2 separate regions of the Rattus norvegicus genome follow, and region 2 is linked to region 1. The links are chromatin contacts, called in public Hi-C maps. All regions are on one chromosome and are shown on one strand. Each heading gives the region's core, a stretch centred on a gene start, on an enhancer-like site or on the middle of the called end of the contact. The rest is flanking DNA. Distances are from core to core; before and after follow the strand shown. Region 1 overlaps Itga9 (integrin subunit alpha 9). Region 2 overlaps Itga9 (integrin subunit alpha 9).

The links. A called contact is a pair of places that touch in the nucleus more often than the background predicts.
Region 2: a contact with region 1 is called in a Hi-C map of liver, with 2.3 times the contacts expected there. The contact joins two enhancer-like sites. A contact is called at or near these places in 4 of 12 Hi-C or Micro-C datasets (Schwann cells, kidney, liver and 1 more).

The regions. Positions count from the first base shown.
Region 1 is chr8:127,240,335-127,247,169 of GRCr8, reverse strand. It overlaps Itga9 (integrin subunit alpha 9), which reads right to left. Exons shown (of 28, transcript NM_001420002.1): 7 at 5,625-5,710; 8 at 3,255-3,323. Among named protein-coding and RNA genes, the nearest start is that of Trnaa-ggc2, 15 kb to the left of the region's middle. Within about 2 kb of position 4,464, at least 8 of the 93 cell types and tissues checked have an H3K27ac peak or open chromatin away from gene starts, as enhancers often do. A contact at or near this core is called in liver, where this site is marked.
Region 2 is chr8:127,454,913-127,462,301 of GRCr8, reverse strand. All of the region lies in intron 23 of Itga9 (integrin subunit alpha 9), which reads right to left. Among named protein-coding and RNA genes, the nearest start is that of Ctdspl, 62 kb to the left of the region's middle. Within about 2 kb of position 1,516, at least 6 of the 93 cell types and tissues checked have an H3K27ac peak or open chromatin away from gene starts, as enhancers often do. A contact at or near this core is called in liver, where this site is marked.

The DNA of each region.
Region 1 (6,835 bases), core at 3,215-5,714:
CGGGCGCACGAGGGGACTGCACACACCCACGCACATGTACGATAGTGTAAAATTATAAAAATAAAAAAACTGTAAGGAATGGTTAGAGAAGAGGTAAGGATGGATAGCACAGTGCTGAGAGAGCTTCGCTTGGCAAATGAGAGATCTAGGCTAAGACACGGTTCTGTGATACAGGTACAAAGGAATCCTGTGCGTGCCAAACAGAAGCTTGCAAGCCGAGCCTGCCCTAAAGGGCTGCAGGTTCGAAACCCCCTCTAACACAAAGAAGAGAGAATGTAATGTTGTTTTTAAATGAATGCTTTCTAATAGAAAGACCTGGAGTGTTCTCTTGCTTCTGAGTCTTGTTGGCAGCTGACATCGGGGAGTTTGAGAGAGGCAAGAATTCTCCAAACTGCTTCCTGCAGTTAACGCTGGCCCTGGTGGACTGGGGAAAGTGGCTTAGAAACCCAGGCAAGGGAGAAGAGCACAGCGGACAGCTGTTCTCTGGCTGAGCCCCAGGAGGTGATTAGCTTAATCCCAGTGGGCGATTTATCTTGGTGTCTTCATGGGTGTTCAATCAAAAACCCTTCAGTTTGTAAAATGCGGATGGACAACTTTACCGATAACACTTCAGCGTGTCCAAGGACACGTTCTGAAGCGAGAGTTACTTAACTGGAGGTCCTCAGCGGCTTCGGGTGTAACTGCATTCACACCTGAACCACAGACTTAGTCATGGCTCCTGTGTTTAGTGTTTGTAGGGCGTCAGCTCAAGAAACAGACCTCTTTTCCAATTTGTGTTGTTATTAGCTTTCTTTCTTCCTGAGAGGGAGCCAGGGCACCAGGCAATTTGAACTGAACTGGAGCCAAACAAAAGCAGAAGTGGTGGGCGGCTATGGGAGCTGGAACCTCCTGCTGTCTGTGTTGCCCTGAACAAAAGGCCAAAGTCAGAGGCTTGCTTTGGAGGCCTGGGGGTTGGGGGGGGGTCATGTCCTCTCCCTATGAGATAATGGGGGCCAGAGAATGAGAATCTCCTGTAGCAATAAGCAGAAGGTGTCGATAGAGTGGAAAGGCTTATGGTGTAGGGTTAATTCCAGAGCAGGACAAAGGCTCTGCCGAGAAGAACCCTAAGGAGAGGGATCCAGGAGGGGGCCCAGGTGGTAAGGCACCTGCTGTGCAAACCTGAGGACTAGAGTCTGAGCATCCTGGGGCTGAGGAAGCAGGGGACAGGGGCATCCCTGCAGCTCACAGCCCAGCCAGCCCAGCTGAGGGCCTCTCTCACAATAAGGTAGAGAGTGACTGAGGAAGACATGTATGCACATATATACATGTACACACATGCACACGTGCACATACGTGTGCATATCTGCATGACACACACAGAAAGAAGGATGGAGGGAGATTGGAAGTAAGGAGGGGCAGGGGAGACGGCTGTGGAGCTGGGGTAAAGCACCTTAACCCGTCAGTCTCTGCATGGAAGAACCTGACTGGTCCCATCATAAGGAGGCCATTCAAACAGACCTGCGTCTTCTCTAGAACCCATTGCATTGGTCCTCAGGCAGCTCAGACACGGGTTCTCGAAGGCTACAGGCATCCACATCGTTGCCTAAAGCTGACTCACTGAGACACAACTGGCCAAGGAAGCCACTCTCCAGACCTAACCAGATTGACGATGAAGGACACTCAGCAAACAGCATGGAGGTGCGTTCCCCTTCTTCAGCCACCCCAAAAGAATGCTCACACTGTCACGTGTAGGCACATTATCCACGGTGGACCCCACCAGCCATTTGTTATGTGACAGTCACACCCTACTTGGGGTTTTCTTTGCGGGGGAGGGCGATCTTTTTTATATATCACCAATAGTATGTAGCTATCTCTTTCCTAACTTCAGGGTTGCATACAAAACTTAGTTTGCGAATTTTTCACGGTTACTTTCTGACACTAGTATTTGGGGGTTTGGGAGATGTTAAAATAGCGCACGCCAGCACACCTCCGAGAGCTGAGAGCAAAGCCGAGTTTGTGGGTACATTTTTTTTTCACGCAAAGGTTATGATCATTATATACTGAGTGTACGTTCTAAAGCTGCTAAAATCGCAACCACTGGAAAGAATAACAAGTACACGGCAGCGAGGGTTTTGGAACCCCGAATATCATTCACCGTCGGAACACCGTGAAATGGTTCCAGGCTGCTGTGCAGCAGGAACAACTCGGACAGGAAGGAAGCAAGCGGGAACCGGGGAAGTGGGCCAGGAAGGAGTAATCACTGTTGCCCCTCGTCTCGGGGAAACTGGGCAAAGCCTCCTGGCACCTCCCTCCCACATTTCATGCACCCTAAGCTTTGTCCCAGAGCCAACTAAAGCCTCCAGCAGCCTCCATAGAGTCCCACAATCCTCCTGGCCTCAGCCTCATTCCCCTGAGCCCCTAAGCTCAGCCACACCTTCCTGCTGATCCAAGCTACATAAACACAGGCAGGATGGGAAGCCCAGGAAAAGGAAGTGAACGAATCACCGAACCGATCTACCGACTTAATCTCACGGGTCACAGTGGAAACTTTCAGGAAGCAGGGGTGGAGATGGGCATAGTAGAGTGTCCCAGGTAGGTAGCCCTTCTCCAAGGCAGCCTTCGGAAATGGCTTTGTGGTTTATTTTATACTCAATGTCCTAAGAAGACAAAGTCGTTACCCAAGACATTTATATCTGAGAATAGTAGGATAGAGTGACAAAATCAAACAAGCAAGCAAGCAAGCAAACAAACAAACAAAAATGTAAAGCCCACACCATAGTGTTTAAGGAACTGTAATTTTGTGTTGTACCGCATTTGTGGTGGTGGACACAGCCTCTAGGTTGTAGATTGAACATCCCTGTACGGAGATCTAAGGTGAGTTTTATTTTCATTTTCTTTATGTGACAGCTGTCCCCCTGGTATGACGATGATGTAAGGAGAAGACATCAGTCAGATGAGACAGAGACAATATCTGTCTGCCTGTACCCCTTGAAAGCGATCGCTTCTGTGGCTGCCCTTGACGGTACCGATCTTTTGGGGTTGGAGATGTGTGTCCATGAGACAGTCAGAGGGAGACAAAGGTGAAGGGAGGAGGCAAAGAGACAACATGCTTCATTTGCATGCCAGCACCTGGTTGTGACAGCTTTTAAAGCACACCTGTAACTTAGCCATGTGGAGACTCATGTGGTACATGTCTCCTCAGATGAGCATGAACCCTAGGTTATAGGTGACCTCGACGGGAACTGGCTCTCACACGAACCACATCAAGAACTCACCTTTTTCCCTGATGCCTGGAAGATCTTTATTAAGGTCCCTGATCTTCGGTCAGCTCTAAATATATAAACCTATGGAGGGGGAAAAGAAAATCCTAGTCAGAATGAGAGCTCTGACTAAAGGTGTTCATAGTCTTTGTCTTCCTTTTGTCTCCCACAGAGGTACGCACACAGATTCATGGTAACAAAGGTATGGACAGAACTCTCCATGACTTGCGAAGAAAGCTTCCCTCAACCCTGGGGCAGAAAGGATCACCACGGCTCCTGAACCACACAGTTTGTAGAGACCACACACAAGAAGACCAGGAAGCCTCCCCAGTTAGAACCAAGCGATTCAACCCTTGGTAGATAGACAAGCTTTCTCTTTAAATTAACTCTTCCTGTCCTGGGAGGTAAGCTTTAATGGATGGCACAACCTAAGACAAATGGGTGAATGTTGGCACTGGTGATTACCTCCCCAAACCGATCCCCTGTAGGATCTCTGGCCCCTCGGGTTACATCTCCTTCAAAAAGTATTTCTGTTCTGTCTCTGTCTCTGTCTCTGTCTCTGTCTCTCTCTTGTCTCTGTCTTTCTCTCTCTATCTCTGTCTTTCTCTCTCTATCTCTGTCTTTTTCTCTCTGTGTCTCTCTCTGTGCATGCGTGCGTGTTTGTGTGCGTGTGTGTGTGTGTGTGTGTGTGTGTGTGTGTGAATGTATACCACATGTGTGTGGTATGTGGAGAGGCCAGAAGAGGGCATCAGATCTCCCAGAGCTGGAGTTACCGGGGACTGTGAGCTGCTTGTATGTCTGGGGACTAAACTCCCGTCATCTAGGAGGGCAGCAGGCACTCTTACTCACTGAGCCGTGGCTCCAGCCCTTCTGGTTACACAGGACACAAAGATGAGCTAATGAGAAGTAGGGCTGAGGGCTCTTTCCCCAGCTAAGGAACAGCATGTTGGTGTGAAGGCCCTGACGCTCTCACACCAGTAAAGAAGATGACCCGAATCCTAAAGGTCACCATGAAGAAGTCTAGGAGCCCTGCTTCCTCCCCAGGAGGCGCCATGACCACTGGGGTGTCTCCTTTCATGGCGTACAGGAATTCATGTGACTCAGACAGAGCCAGTTCTGGACAGAAGTTATCAGAGTTCAACTACGCAATCCTCCACAGCCTCCAGCTCAGCGCCCTGACATTTGGTTTCACTTTCAAAGGACCTCTCTCTGTAGCACCCTACTCCCAAAACACGGGTGGCAGCAACTGCTGCCTCCTGCCCGAGATCATCTGTAGAGAGGACATCATGGGCACATCTCAGGCAAGCAAGTCAGCTGACGCCTTTTAGCTCTCTGACCTCTTGGCCGAAGGTTCTCATGAACCAGGAGAATGGTCTGACAGATCACTCACTGATCTACCCTTTGGACTAACGGCCCTAAGTATACACCATTGTTCAGTTTCCCCCAACACTGGTTTGAACATTAACTGTCCCCATAGGCTCACGAGTTTGAACACCTGGTTCTCAGCTGACGTTTGGAGGGGGGGGGAGCGCGGGGGGGTTGGGGGGGTGGGGGGGAGGTGGAGCCTCGCTGAAGGTCTGTGGGGTCAGGCCTTGAGGTTAGCTTTCGGCTCCTGGAGCATAAATGCAATGTGACCAGACAGCTTCCCGACTGCCGCTAAGCTTTCTGTATCATGACAGAGTATGTCTCCTCAGACTCTAAGCCATGACAAAGACTCCTTTCCCCCAATTGCTTCCTGACAGGTATTCGGTACAGCAATGAGGAGAGCAATGCATACAGCCAGTAAGATGAAAGTGGGATCCTGAGTGGGACTGACTGGACCCTGACAATACCAACAGCCACAGCTCCCCATGTTGGGCCTTAGAGGCCATAACTCCACAGTGTCCTCTACCTTCTTGGAGACACATAGAGAAAGCCATATTTACATGTTCTCAGGTCATAAGAACACAGTGGGGACTTTTTTTTTTCTGAAACACTGGGGAAACAAATAAAACCCACCGTCATGGAGCTCTAAAGACGTTGCAGATGAGATGGGATTCCACCGAGTCAGAGGTAAAGGCTTGGGAAGATGGTGGTATTTGAATCTGTACATCACTGGATGCTCTCCCTATTGGGGGAGGGATTGGGGAAGGGTCCCGTGATGTCTACACACAAAGTTATTTGCCAAGAAGAGAATTGGCAAAGAATAGTATCTATACTCTAAGTTTTCAAGGTGAACTCTCCCAGCGTGAGCAGAGGGAGACGGGCTCCCTGTCTGCTGGTCACTTACACATCAACCCATCTGGGAGTGTTGGGGCAAAACAAACCAGAAATGCCCTCCGGAGAAGCATGTGTGCGCCCCTCCTCTGCCTGGCACCATGACATGCCTCAGGCTTTTCTCCTTACCTTTCCAATGCCTTCATCCTGTGGGGCACCTCCTACCACGTCAGTGACAGACGGATGAGAGAAATGGCCGGCGGTCACTGCATAGCCTAGACAGGATGAAGAGGAAGCAAGGATTTGCTTGATGGAGGTCAGATAAGGGAAAAATTATGCAGCAGAAGAAAGGGCTTCCCAGGTGGGTAAGTAGACATTACAAGCTAGTTATCCTTGGCACATGGACCTCCTGGAGGACAAGTGGCAACTGCCAATCTTTTCATAATAAACATCTTGTCTCACAGAAATGCATGTTTGTGGGGACACTGGAGGACCGTGCCTTAGGATGGTCCTCTATGGAGCAAGGAAGGTGCTACATACTCCCTGTGTTTTTTACTTTGAGGAAATGGAATTCTAGTGACGCAGTCCATACACGAAAAGGTGCAACTCCGTGAATGGCCATGCATATGCCTACAGTGCAAACCCCATCCAGGTCAAGAAAATGAACAAAGGACTTGGAAGTCAGCTCAATGGTAGAATAGAGCTTAGGGTTCAGCACAATGGTAGACAAGACTTGCGTTCAGCTCAATGGTAGAAGAGGACTTGGGACTCAGCTCAATAGTAGAATAGGGCTTGTGGTTCAGCTCAATGGTAGGATGGGGCTTGGGGCTCAGCTCAATGATTGAATAGGGCTTAGGGCTCAGCTCAATGGTAGAATAGGGCTTGGGGCTCAGCTCAATGGTAGGATAGGGCTTGGGGCTCAGCTCAATGATTGAATAGGGCTTAGGGCTCAGCTCAATGGTAGAATAGGGCTTGGGGCTCAGCTCAATGGTAGAATAGGGCTTGCGGCTCAGCTCAATGATTGAATAGGGCTTAGGGCTCAGCTCAATGGTAGAATAGGGCTTGGGGCTCAGCTCAATGGTAGAATAGGGCTTGCTTGGTATGTAGGTTCGATTCCTAACAGCACAAAATATTTTATGTTCTCTTTTTCGCATAACACAATAAGTGGTTGAACAACCATGCCCAAGATTACCAAGCAAGATTCAAACCCAACATGTCTGACTCCAGAGAAGCTGAGGTCAGCAACTATGTCATGTCCTTTTTAAGAGAAGGACAAGGACCCATGACGGACAGATGCATGGACTGGTGAGCAGATGGGGAGTCGAGGAATCTGGGTCTGAAAGGAACCCAGAAACAATGAAAAATGGTTGTGTGCGCTGGATTTAAATGTCTCTTGCCTT
Region 2 (7,389 bases), core at 267-2,766, 220 kb before region 1:
TAGGAGGCAAAAAGAAATCCAAGTCATGTGCTAACATAATTAAGAGCTCTGGTCTGGAACTCAGGTCTTCTGGGACCTTAGGTCCATCAGAGCTTATAAGTGGGCCTCATGTATGGTCCACTGTTGGAAGTTTCTAGAAGGTTCCATGGAGCCACCAAGATTTTGTAAAACCCCTTAGCATCTGTTCTTGAGAGATTTAAAGATAAAAAGTGTACCAAGAATTGCTCTGGGTCCTCAATTCTGCTCCCACTGGAGTACAAACCTTGTGGTGGGTATCTGAGGTTTGGTTTTGAGAACTCTTGCTCTCAGACCATCTGTCTCCTTTCATTCTCAAGTGTGTGGTCTCCCCTTCCCCAGTTTGTTCCACCCAGAAGGGACAATGCTGACAGGCCCAGAGAAGTTTTCTGCACAGAAGTTCCAGTGAAGACCCCCGAGCCCCAAGGCCTGGCTATCACACTGCACCCCTGGTTGGTACCCAGAAAGCCTTGTAGGATAGACCTCCCTGAAATCAGAGGCAGGCCAAGAGTTCCTTGGCATTCTGAAAACTGGTGCTCTGGCCTTCCAGGCAGGGGGAGAAACCTGATTGCCAACCCACCCTAGCTGGTTTCACGTAAGAGCGAGTCCCCAATGTGAGAAGATCATGGTGACACCCGGCTACAGGTGCCAGCAGAGAGGGGGTAGAGGTTGGGAGCGGCAGCAAAGTGCATGAGAAACAGCCAGGCCTTGCTGGACAGAGTCACAGCCAGAACTAATTTCTTCTTCCACAGGGCATCTCTGGGATGGTGCGTGTGCAGGGAAGTGATGGTCAGGGGATCTGATGCCTTATGACAGTCTGCCCCCAGTGGAATGTGGGGCAGGAAGCAGAAGCTGAAGTTGGTGGTGGTAGATGAAAACCTCGCCAACATGCTCCTGACTGTGCTTATACGGGAATCATTTTAATCAGGAAATAACCCACTTTTCTGGGAGGCTCAGGGTGGTCTTGGTTCAGCAGGAGACTGAAGGCTCCCGGGGTCTCTATGGTGTCTGATCTGGTGCAGCTAAAATTCAGCCACTCAGTCCCTGACAAGGGTCACCACAGGGAGGCACTCCTCTGAGAGGATGAACAGGTCACAGTCACGGTAACATCCAGGACCAGCTCTGAGTGCCCTTCACACTTTCACATCTGCTTCACAACAGTCCCGTGGGCCAGGGCCGTATCTGGTGCCATTTTAAAGATGGATTTATAGGAAGATAAGAAGGCAGACCTGTAGAGGGGCTCTTGAGAGTGGGCCATGCACCATACCCACACCCTAGCACTGGGTTCAGTGGTCAAGGACAGACTGTGGTGGAGTCAGGGAGGAAGACAGACATCCACCCTCTTTTTACCCAGAATTCTTCATGGTGACCCATTTTGCCACCGTCTCCTCTCAGCTCCCAACCGAAAGCTGACTGCTGGCCAGCCCACGGGAGGTATGAGTGCCTGCAGGCTGGGAGGCCAGGCCACTCTGTGCTGTCTCTGGGCCTGGAAGGGGAACAGAGTACCCTGGAATGTTGTGTTTGGAAGGCCGTTCCCAGATCAGTCCTTGGCCTTGGCTGACAGATAAGGACCTGAGGCCTTAAGATTGGTGAATTATCCAAGGTCACATGGTTGGCTGTTAGCAGCAGCCTGGACCCAGAAGAAGGAACCCAGAGAGCGGATGCTATCCCACCCACCACTCTTGTCCTCTGTCCCCTCCCCTCTTATTTCATTGAACACGATGATCTCAAACTGCATCCTTGTCCTGTGTTTGACAGAGTTCACTCATCTCTATGGTCTACAATGTCTGCACAGCACAGGCCTCTGCCTCTGCGGATCAGCACCTAGGGTCAGGTCGATGACTTGACTGTTGTGAATCATGTGGTACGCTTCCAGACAATGTGTGCCCATGTTTGTGTTTGCCGGCACATGTGTACACAGAGACCTGAGGACGACCTTGAGCATCAGCTCCAGAGATGCCATCTCCCTTCTCTGAGGTGGCCTCGGTGGCCTGGAACTTACCAGTTAGACTAGATGGCCTGTCTGGTGACCCCTAAGGATCCTCCTGTCCCTAGTTCCCCAGCACTAGGATTACGAACGCGAGCCCTGACCCCTAGCTTTTTTTTCTTTAAAGATTTATTTATTAATTATATATAAGTACACTGTAGCTGTCTTCAGACACACCAGAAGACGACATTGGATCTCATCACAGATGGTTGTGAACCACCATGTGGTTGCTGGGAGTTGAACCCAGGGGTCCTGCTAGGACTCAGGACCTCTGGAAGAGCAGTCAGTGCTCTTAACCACTGAGCCATCTCTCCATTCCTGACCCCTATCTTTTTAGTGTGGGTGCTGGGGATTGAACTCAGGTCTTCGTGCTAGTAAGGTGAGCACGTCACCCTCTGAGCTGCCTCTCCAACCTCATGGACTTTTTTGGCTTTTATAGACAGGGTTTCTCTGTATAGCTCTGGCTGTCCTGGAACTCGCTCTGTAGACTAGACTGGCCCCGAACACAGAGATTTGTCTGCCTCTGCCTCCCAACAGCTGGGGTTAAAGGCGTGTGCCACCATGTCTGGTTACGCTCTTGAATATTCAGCGGTACCCACTGCAGCCCAGTTCTGCTTCTTCACAACCATGACAACTTGAGTCTCCTGGGCCTTGGTTTCCTTATCCCTAGAATTAGCACAGTGGCCTACACGGTTACTCCTCGGAGCTGATCACAGGCTTCCCGGATCATATGTATGGCTTCCCTGGAGCATCCCGTGTCTGTGAGAATGGAGGAGGATGTGTGTGCCACGGTGCATATGTGGAGGTCAGAGTCAGTTCTGTCCTGCCATTAGGGTCCTGGGAATCAAACTCAGGTCGCTCGACTTACTAAACAGCACCTTTACTCACAGAGCCAACTTCTCAGCCAGGGGCCACCTCATCTCCCATTCTGTAGATAAGCAATTGCTAAAACCTTACCCCACGGGCTGGTTAGTTTTGTCTAGAGAACTTCAGTTGTTAAAACAAGACAAACGAAAACAGATCAGCCTTGGGAAAACCCATCATGAATTCTCTTGATTAATGGTTAATGCCGGAGGGCCCAGCTCACTGTGGGCAGTGCCATCTCCGGGCTCATGGTTCTGGGTGCTGTAAAAAAAAGTCAGGTTGAGTGAGCCAAGGACAGGAAGCTAGTGACAGGACTTCTCCATGGCCTCTGCATCAGTTCCTGCCTTCAGGTTCCTTCCCTGGCTGGCTTCCTGCACAGTGGACTGTACGCTGTAAGCCAAATAAACCCTTTCCTCACCAAGTTGCTTTTGGCTGTGGATGTTTATCGAAGCGAGAGAAAGCAAATTAGAATACTCCCTCAACATGGCTCTAATCATCTTTGGTCAAAATCGTGAGGAAATGAAAGGATCTTCCCATGTCACACCAAGCGCCCCACTGCTTGTGTTCAACAGCTCCATCTGCAGCCGGCTGAGGGCCCTGTGGCCTCTGCCCCTTGCTCACCTCTGCCCACTCACTCTCATACTTTCCCAGACTGCCGGAGCCCAAATGCCTTCCCACGACAGGACCCCTGGGAGTTGAGGGAGGCCCGTGGCTATTGGAATCTGCACAAAAGAACTTACTAAGTCCACAACTGGGGACAAGAGGGCTCGGGGCACATTGTTGAGGCTGGATTCTGCTGGCACAGTTATTGAGGGTTGAGTTGTTATCTGCCCTCTCCAAACCTGACCCCAGAGAAAACACTGTGTAAGCTGAAACCAAGGGAGGGTGGCGGTGTGGGAGACTGTCAGGAGCCCACACTGTTGGAACCCAAGATGGCATGGACATCTCGCGGTAGGAGAGTCATCCTGGGTGAGTGACTGGAGGTGGCTAAGGTGTCGGAGGAGGGTGTCCCATGTCCTCTAAGTAGTCTCACTTTACTCATCATAGGGGTGAAGCCTGAACTGAGGTTCTTGGCCAAGGAAAGATGGCCTTTCCTTTGGACATTACCAGCTTCGGTCTCCAGGGGAGGAAGGGATGGCCGTGTAGGCTGTGGTCAGAGGGACCAGGATGCTCCCACATGTGAGGCTCAGGATCAGTGTGTCTGTTATAGGTGACAGGCTTGTTCTTCTACACCCACCCCTCAAGCTCATCTCTCTGGGAGCCAGGTGAGTTGTCTGTGAGCCCTCTGTGTGCAGATGTAGAAGATAACCCTGGTTTCCATGGGGCTCCATTCCAACAGATGGGACACACACTGGGCGCTTGCCTCACCTTTGTGCAGGGAGCGCTGCCGTCGGAATGGAGACCCCATGACTGTCTAAGCGGGGGCTTGGCGAGATGTTTTAAATGATATATGAAAAACTACATATTTGTGAGCATAGCGTGAGTTTTCTTGTTAAAGGATTTTTAATGGTGTGTGTGTGTGTGTGTGTGTGTGTGTGTGTGTGTGTGTGTGAACAGACCATCAAGTCCCTGGAGCGTTCATCGTCTTGGATGTCTGTCTGTCTGTGTTGGAGATATTCAGTGCCTTCTGTTAGCTTCCTCACTGCACCTCATCCGTGTCAAACCCCAAGTCCGTTTTCTCCACCCACCCCTGGCTCTGGTGGACACTGCTTCACACACTACCGTGAGGTTACCCTTTCTAGTTTCTGCTTGTGGAGAACATGTCTAGTTTTATTCTATGTCTGCTGAACTTAACACCTAACAGAATATCCTCTGGTTTCATCCATGTTGCCACAAATGACAGGATCACACTTTTTGGTTAGAGCTGAATAATACTCCACTGTTAGTTGACCATTGATGACAGACAGACAGACAGACAGGGGGGGCCCAGAATTCAGAGAGAAAGGAATAGCAGAGTCTGAAGGTGCACACTGTGGCCTTGAGTTCAACCTTGGACAGGCATCAGAGGGAGGCAGGAGGGACGGCCTGGATGGAGGAGGACTCCTGGTGTGGTGGTGTGAACGTGCCCTTCCCCACGCTCACATGCTGGTGTACCTGGGAGACGTGGCCTCAGGGCATATGAGGTTCTTCCTTCATAAATGAATTAATCTATTTAAGCGCCGTGGGGGCTGGTGGATTACTATGAGATTGTTTATGTATTTATATATTTATCTACGTATTTATTTATTTTTGATATAGGGTCTCACTATGTAGCTTTGACTGCCCTAAAGGGTCACTGTGTAGATCAGGCTGGCCTTGAGTTCACAGAGATCTACCTGCCTTTGCTTCCTGAGGGCTAGGATCGAAGGTGTACACCACCATGTGCCCTAAGACTGCTGTCATAGCAGGTGAGGACTCTGCCCCATTAACAAGAAGCTTTCACGGTGAGGTGCCAGGACCTTGACTTGGTAGTTTCCTAAACCACCTGCCACAGGAACTGTATGTTCTCTACTTTGCACAACAAAGCAAGGGCCTTGTAAGCAGGTCTTAGGAGTAGGTTGGCTCTGGAGAAGGATGGGGGAGGAAGATGTGAGGTTTGAGATGAGCCTGTTAACCTGACCCCAGAACTAAGGATGCACTCAGGCTGCAGTGTTCTCGGCACTTTCCTTTCTTTCTTCGGCTTACGTCGCTCTGGCCGGCTTGGAACTCACAAAGACCCACCTGCTCCTGCCTCCTGAATGTGTACGACTGCGCCTGGTTTTATTTTAACAGCACGTCTGAGGCCTGGATGTGTCTTTCATCAGCTTTAGCCCACTCTCCTGATTACACACTGCTTGGCCGGGGTTTCACTGAGAAGGTCATCAGAATTTGCCTGGCTCTGTGCCTCTGGTGCACGGTCAGAGAGATAGGTAACTGGAAACCTGAACACTGCATCACTCAGGAGCCGGGCTAGGAGTCTCCCTCAGTGTAGCCTTGGGGGGGAGTAGACTTGAAACTAGCCTAGAGCTGACTGGCGAAGGAGCACAGGTTCATTCTTGTCAAGAACATGTGTTTCCCGTTAACTCCTGTTTCTCTGTCAGCCGACATTCTGCTCCCTGTCACTTCCTTGGGCCACTTTTTTGTATCATGTTACACACGCACAGCTGCTGGCAAGTGGGTAAACATGACCAGGCCCGTGACTTAACTGCTGGGCCCCTCCGGATTCTCTGAATTCACACGCCCTTTGAGGTGGGACACCAAGGGAATGTTGTGAATACCAGCTCTGCTAATTCAACCACCAACTACCTACTCTGGGAGTGGAGAGATCAGGAGACAGGGCGATCACCATACCACTGTGGTAGCTTACCGTGTTCCAGAGCGGTTGTGGGGATGTTCATTTCAGGACTCACTAAAATGCTTGGGACATGATACCAATTGGTTAATTATACCCATCCTAACATAAATGAGCCAATTACATTCTGTTCCATTCAGCAAAAAGCAAACTCAGTCACCTCCCATTTTTATCTTGTATTAAGTTACATTGTTGCGAACGACTACCAGGTGTTTCTGGGTGCTATCTGACCGATGGTCAGATGGCGGTGTTCTCCTAAAGGGGCCAAAGGTTTGCACGTTCAGCTTCCAGCCGCATGGTGCTTCAGACCCACAGAGAGTTGAAGTCACTCCTGTTTTGTTCCAGCAGGGATGGGGCCTGAGATGGAACTAACAGTACTGGTGAGGTCTCGGCTGTTATGTTACCCACACTTTGAAAGGCTGAGAACATGCTTCTGGATGTCAATGTCCCACCACTGAAAGACAACGAGAAGTTTCCTTCTAAAGAGGGAAGAGTTCTTATACTCTGTGGAAGACTCCTTGCCTACAGTTTGTCATGTGATACTTCTTTGTCTCTCTTTGTGTGTATGTGTACACGTGTCCGTGTGTGTACACACGTATGTGTGTAGGTATGTGTGAGTGCACACAGCAATTCTTATAGTCTGTGGAAGACTCCCTGCTTATCAGTTTGGCAGATACTTTGCTGTCTGTCCATCTGTCTGTCTCTCTGTCTGTATGTCTATCTGTCTCTGTGTGTGTCTACACATGTGTCAGTGTATGTATACATGTATGTGTATGTGTGAGCACACACACAGTAATTCTTACACTTTGTGGAAGACTCCCTGCTTATCAGTTTGGCACATGATAATTCTCTGTTTGTCTCTCTGTGTATACATGTTGTCAGTGTGTATACACGTGTGTGTGTGTGTGTGTGTGTGTGTGTGTGTGTGTGTACACAGAGCAAGTCTTATACTCTGTGGAATACTCCATGCTTATCAGTTTGGCATGATTCTTTTCTGTCTGTCTGTCCATCTCTCCCTCTTTATGTACATACACATACATAGATACATGACATACATATATACATGTGTGTCAGTGTGTGCACATGTATGTGTGTGTATGTGTGAGCACACACAGCAGAGGTCAAGGTCAGGTGTCTACTTCCATCATCTCCCCACCTTGTTCTTTAGAGACAGGGCGTCTCAGTGCAGCCGGCATGCCCCAGGGATTCTCCC